Regions from separate parts of the Canis lupus genome. Here region 1 is linked to region 2. The links are chromatin contacts, called in public Hi-C maps. All regions are on one chromosome and are shown on one strand. The core of a region is the stretch at or near the end of the contact, and the rest is flanking DNA. Distances in the headings are between cores, read along the strand shown. Region 1 overlaps ALKBH3 (alpha-ketoglutarate-dependent dioxygenase alkB homolog 3). Region 2 has its middle 19 kb from the start of SLC25A22.

Region 1 (2,700 bases), core at 65-2,564, 89 kb before region 2:
GCGGGACTTGATCCCAGGACCCTGGGGTCACGCCCTGAGCCAAGGACAGACGAGCCCCCAGGTGTCCCAGACCAGTAGATTTAAATGTAACCAAATATGAGAACTTTGTTGATACGACTTCAGATCCCACACTTCAGATCCCACACTGCAACGGACATTTAGGAGATCAGCACTTGTTAAGTTTTGGTATTAAATAGCACAGAGTATCCACAATTATTTGGAAAGGCTGGAAAAGACTCGTGCCCTTTTCTAACAACATATTCTTGTGAGGCCAGTTTTCTTCGTATAATTCTATAAAACAACATATTGTAACAGACTGAATGCAGGAGCAGACAGGAGAATCACCTCTCTTCAGATAAGCCGAACATTAAAGAGATTTGGAAAACCGTGCCACTCTTCTTGATAATTTTTTGTATTGGAAAATAGAGTTTATTTTTTGTGAAATAATATTTATGTTAACGCATCACAGGTTTGTAGTTTTAAATGAATTAACCAATAGTTTAATTTTCTGAGTTTTAATTTAATTTTTTTTTAATTTATTTATGATAGTCACACAGAGAGAGAGAGAGAGAGAGAGAGGCAGAGACATAGGCAGAGGGAGAAGCAGGCTCCATGCACCAGGAGCCCGATGTGGGATTCGATCCCGGGTTTCCAGGATCGCGCCCTGGGCCAAAGGCAGGCGCTAAACCGCTGTGCCACCCAGGGATCCCTAAGTTTTAATTTTAGTGTGATAAATGCCATAGCTGTAACAGAAAGTTCTGTGAGGTCCTCAATAATTTTTGATAGTGATAAGAGAACGACTGTCAGAAAAGGAAGCTCTGTAAAATTCTTGAGGCTTCTTGGAAGGACAGGAGTCTAACAAGGACTGATAGCTCTGCTGCGGTAGCTCCAGTACAACCCAAGGTCAGGGGTCACAGCTTCCTGCAGCCCGCGCGGCGGGACAGCAAGTCCCAGATACTGCACAGACGCGAGCTGGTGCTCGGGAGGCAGGGCCGTGGAATCTGGTTAAACTCTAGTTCACAGGCCACGTCATGGTTCTATTCTGTAGAATGTTTTTTCCCTTCAGGTTCTATTTTTAGGAAGTTAGCCACTCTGGAAATACTAAATATTTTTTTAAAGCAAGTCTGTGATTCATGATAAAATAGCAATCAAATGAACAGAGGGCCACCCAGTGGGAAAGTTGTTTCACTCCCCAGACTTCGGGCTGTCCCTGCCAACTACCTGGGTGCCCGGCGCCCATGGGGGTGACCTGGTCCCTTAAGGAGGTGGCTGCCCTGAGTGTAACGACAGGTGCTCCTTCACACGGAAAGGCTGAGATGGGTACGTGGGCTTGGCCCTCGTGACCTTGCTGTACCGATTCGGTACCTTAATAAGATTGTGGAGGTCACCTTGCTTCAAAATAGAAACAGCGGGAGGGAATGGACTCCTCGTGCCTTTGGCTGTTCCCTCCAAGTGTTTAGCCTCTTCCACGCCCCTGTTTATAACATGGCCGATTTTACACTTTCCTGTGTTTTCCATGTGGCTGCCACCCTGTGTCTTCTGTGAACTGTCTCTGCCCCCTTTTCCCGGCCTGCCATGGCAGTGGCCTGCTGTGCTGCGCACACTAAAGGACCAAATCGAAGAGAACACCGGCCACACCTTCAATTCCTTGCTCTGCAATCTTTACCGAGATGAGAAGGACAGCGTTGACTGGCATAGCGACGATGAACCTTCGCTGGGGAGATGTCCCGTCATTGCTTCACTGAGTTTTGGTGCCACACGTGCTTTTGAGATGAGAAGGAAGCCCCCACCAGTGAGTATTCTCTGTTTGTTTGTTTGTTTGTTTGTTTTTAATCTTTTTCATACCTTCTGATATTTTGTGAAAAAAGTAGAGCTCTTAAAAGCTCACGTTTTCAGATGTAGGAAATAGGAGTATGTTTTTTGTTGAAACGTTTTCAGCTGGTTGCCTCTCCGCTGGTTAACTCTGGACTCCCAAAGCAGCCATTCATTCATTCATTCATTCACTTACCCGACAGAGATTGCTTACCGTGCACCAGCACCGGGGGCCGTTCCCATTGGGTGGAAAGGACAGCCGTAATCCCGGTCCTCGGGAGACCCAGGATAGACAGATAGTGCTAATTATTGAAATATTGGAACCACGATGAGTGCTGTGAAGGAGGGCTTATAAAGGGAAGGCTCGAGCTAGTAGATGTGAGGTGGGAAGGATGCCCCTGAAGAAGACTTTAGTGTAAGTAAGGCTTCCCCGCAGCTGTGTTGCTGCCTCCCTGTGAGCGAACATTGTGAGCATCCTCACTCCCTTCTCAGCCATCTTCTGAGGCAGAGGTGAACCTGCAGTGCTTTCAGAAACAGGTATATATTCAAGCCAGATCACCAGAGGTGGTGGTCTGTCCAGGCTAGAGAAGCTGTCACTAAACTACATAATAACTTTAGTTTTCCATCCCAGCTTTTGCCTGTATTTCATGACATTTGAGGGACACGAAGACTGTTGATTTTCTCAAATCAAGGAAGTATAAGACCGTAGGACTAAGGGTAGTAGGAACTCAAAAGAGCAAACCTCTACCAGATTATCTTATTATCTTTGTGTCTTTCTCTAACCAAGGTTCTCAGCCATTTAGCTTATAACATTAAAGCAGACTCAGTCCGTGTGGAAAGGCTTATAAGGCTATGTTTAGAATATGACCTAATCCAGACCAAATAGTT
Region 2 (2,700 bases), core at 41-2,540:
ATCCCCCAGCATGCCCCATCACCCCACTGCAGTGCCCCCAGCACATCCGGTCACCCTAGTGCCATTCCCCCACAAGCCTCGGCCAGGGGGTGGGGCAGTGATGAAACCTGCATCCTCGTCACCTGTGGGCACCCGAGGGCACACGGGTTGGGTGGGGTGGGAGGACTCCCTGGCCCACCTGCTGCCCCCAGACAGTGGTTCTGGGCACCCGGGCACTGGTTTGGGGGAGCAGCTTCCTGTGAGTGTGATAGGCCCCTGGAGGACTCTGCGGTCCAAGGCCCATGGAGACCTTGGGCTTCCAGGGAGCAAGTGCGTCCCAAGCCGCAGTAGGAGCTAGCGAGCGAGCGCAGAGCAGGACCCTGCCCCCTACAAGGCAGCGGGTGACCCACTTGGCAGCTCCAGGACGCCTGTGCTGTCTTCCCATCAAGCTCGGATCAAAGCCAAGGTCCTTCTCAGGGGCCACCAAGCCCTACGAAGTTCCTGCCTTAAATACTGCAGGCCGTGCTCCTACCTCAGGGCCTTTGCACAGCCGCCCCGGCTGCCTGGGCCTGCTTCCTTCCCCGCAGACCGGGTGGATTGCTCCTCCTCCCTGTCCCTGCGCTCTGTGCCAGCGACCCTGTGTGGGTGGCGCCCCTCCTGCTCCCCACCCCGTCCAGGGACCCCGGGGCGTGTCTAACACGTGGCTGGAGCTGAATGAAGGAAGGATGCTAATCTCCCCCCCACAGGCCTTTGCAGGATCGCTTGGCACTGCTGGGGCGGAGCTGCTCTTCCCGGTTTCCCCGAAAACACTGACCGCTACTTGATGCCCACTGTGTGCCCCACGCGATGGGGAGGTGGAGGCAGAGTCCTCTCCTCAAGGTCCTCCCTGGCCCCTGTGAGCACTGGGGGGCGGGGGCTGCTCAGGACCCGGGACATGCCCTGCTGCCCCAGGAGCCGGAGGGGTGGGGAGGGGTGCTGGGGGGCAGGAGGAGGGGGGAGGGGGAGGAAGGGTGCTGGGGGAGCAGGACCCACGAGGGAACCGTGTGGGCGCCAGGAGGTGACTGGCCTCAGGCGCTGCCCCAGGAGCGGGGGTCAGAGCCCGTGGGCCCCGCTCCCCTCCTCCCCTCCCCCTCCCCTCCCCCTCCGTCTGACCCCGGGACCTCATGCCACCTGCACACGGGCCAGCCCACGGGGGAGGGCGCCGCGCGGTGGGTGGCGCAGGGGGCTGGGAGGGGCACGCGCAGGCCGGGCTCACGCCAAGCCAGGCCGGTCCGAGCGCCCCAAGGCCGGTCCGGCCTCCGTTTCCCACCGACACCGGGAGGCCGAGGACGCGCGGCTGCTGGACCTGCTGGAGGCCGGGCGCCCGGGACCGAGCCCGCCTGCAGACTCCCGGCGGGGTCCTCCGCCCGCCGCGCTCAGCGCTGTGCCTGCCCGGCCGGAGGCGCCCCGAAGCGGGCCGCGCAGTGGGGTCCGGCCCTGGGGCGCAGCTCCGCCTTCCCCGCCCTGCGCGCCTGGAGGGGACCCGGGGACCCCGCGAGGGAGGCCCAGCCGCAGCCGGACGTGGGGCTCGCGGGTGCCGCAGGGAGCTGGGGGGGAGGGGAGGGGGGAGGGGAGGGGGAGCGGGCGGCCCTCGGTGCGGCCCTCGGTGCTCCCCACGTCCGGATTCTCCTGCCACTGACGCTGTGTGGTCGCGTGACATTGGCCGCCCCGGGGTCCCGGGTGCGAGCGGCGGGCTCGGGAGAGCGGGCGCAGGGCCACGGCGGGAGTGGGCCGTGCTGCCCGCCCCGCCCCGCCCCGCCCCGCCCCGCCCCGCCCGCCGAGCCCGCCGAGCCCGGAAGGAAAGTGAGGGTGTAGCGCCCCCTCATGGCGAACCCACGTTACGGCGGCGCAGGAGGGCAGGGCCTGGGGCTGCGGCAGGGGGCAGGGGCTGCGGGCAGGGGCAGGGGCTGCAGGGGCAGGGGCCCCACGACACCCAGGCGGTGGGAAATGAGCCTTCCTCCGGGCGGCCCTCCCCCAGGCCAGCACCAGCCTGCTGTCCCCCGACAGCCGATTCCCTCACGCGGGTCCCAGTTACTGGTAAGTGGCCAGGAACACTGAACAGACAGGAACCAAGACCCCCACCCACACCCGCACCCCAGAGCCCGGAATGAGGGCAGAACCTGGGAGGCCCAAGTGCAGGGGGGCCCTGACCTGGGGCAGCTGCCTTATGGTGTTGGTCCGTCCAGCCAACCATCCGTCCATCTGTCCATCTGTCCGTCCAGCCGTCCGTCCATCCATCCATCGGTCCATCCATCCGTCCGTCCCTCCAACCATCCACTCATTCCTGCACAACCGCTCCGGAGCCTCCCCAAGGGCCAGGTGTGAGCCTTCGCATTGGAGAAACACCAGTAAACAAACAGCTGAAGGCCTTTGCCTTCGCGGAGTTGCGTGTGGACTCGAAATAGACGGTGCAGGTGATGAATAAGGACGCGTGTGGTGCGCGTGGAAGGGAGAGCACCGTGAAATGGGAGGTAGCCGGGGCAGGAGGCACCACAGCATGCCCAGGGGGAAGCAGGCCGTGGACGAGGCAGGCGGCCGTCGTGGGCCTGTGGGAGCAGGAGACACTTGAGCAGGGACAGGGAAGTGACAGCCCAGCAGGCCCCGGGGGGGCAGGCCAGGCCAGGCCCAGGTGCAGCAGGGGCCCTGAGGCACACTGCCTGGCTTGTGTGCTTTCTGCCCTCG

Evidence for each region. Hi-C and Micro-C count contacts between places; a contact is called where the count stands out from the background.
Region 1: a contact with region 2 is called in a Hi-C map of skin fibroblasts, with 2.0 times the contacts expected there. The contact joins two enhancer-like sites. A contact is called at or near these places in 3 of 9 Hi-C or Micro-C datasets (amygdala, blood and skin fibroblasts).

What each region holds. Positions count from the first base shown.
Region 1 is chr18:26,270,610-26,273,309 of UU_Cfam_GSD_1.0, reverse strand. It overlaps ALKBH3 (alpha-ketoglutarate-dependent dioxygenase alkB homolog 3), which reads left to right. Exons shown (of 10, transcript XM_038562979.1): 8 at 1,583-1,792. Among named protein-coding and RNA genes, the nearest start is that of TRNAK-CUU, 3.7 kb to the left of the region's middle. Within about 2 kb of position 1,314, at least 3 of the 20 cell types and tissues checked have an H3K27ac peak or open chromatin away from gene starts, as enhancers often do.
Region 2 is chr18:26,181,996-26,184,695 of UU_Cfam_GSD_1.0, reverse strand. No RefSeq gene overlaps it. Among named protein-coding and RNA genes, the nearest start is that of SLC25A22, 19 kb to the right of the region's middle. Within about 2 kb of position 1,290, at least 7 of the 20 cell types and tissues checked have an H3K27ac peak or open chromatin away from gene starts, as enhancers often do.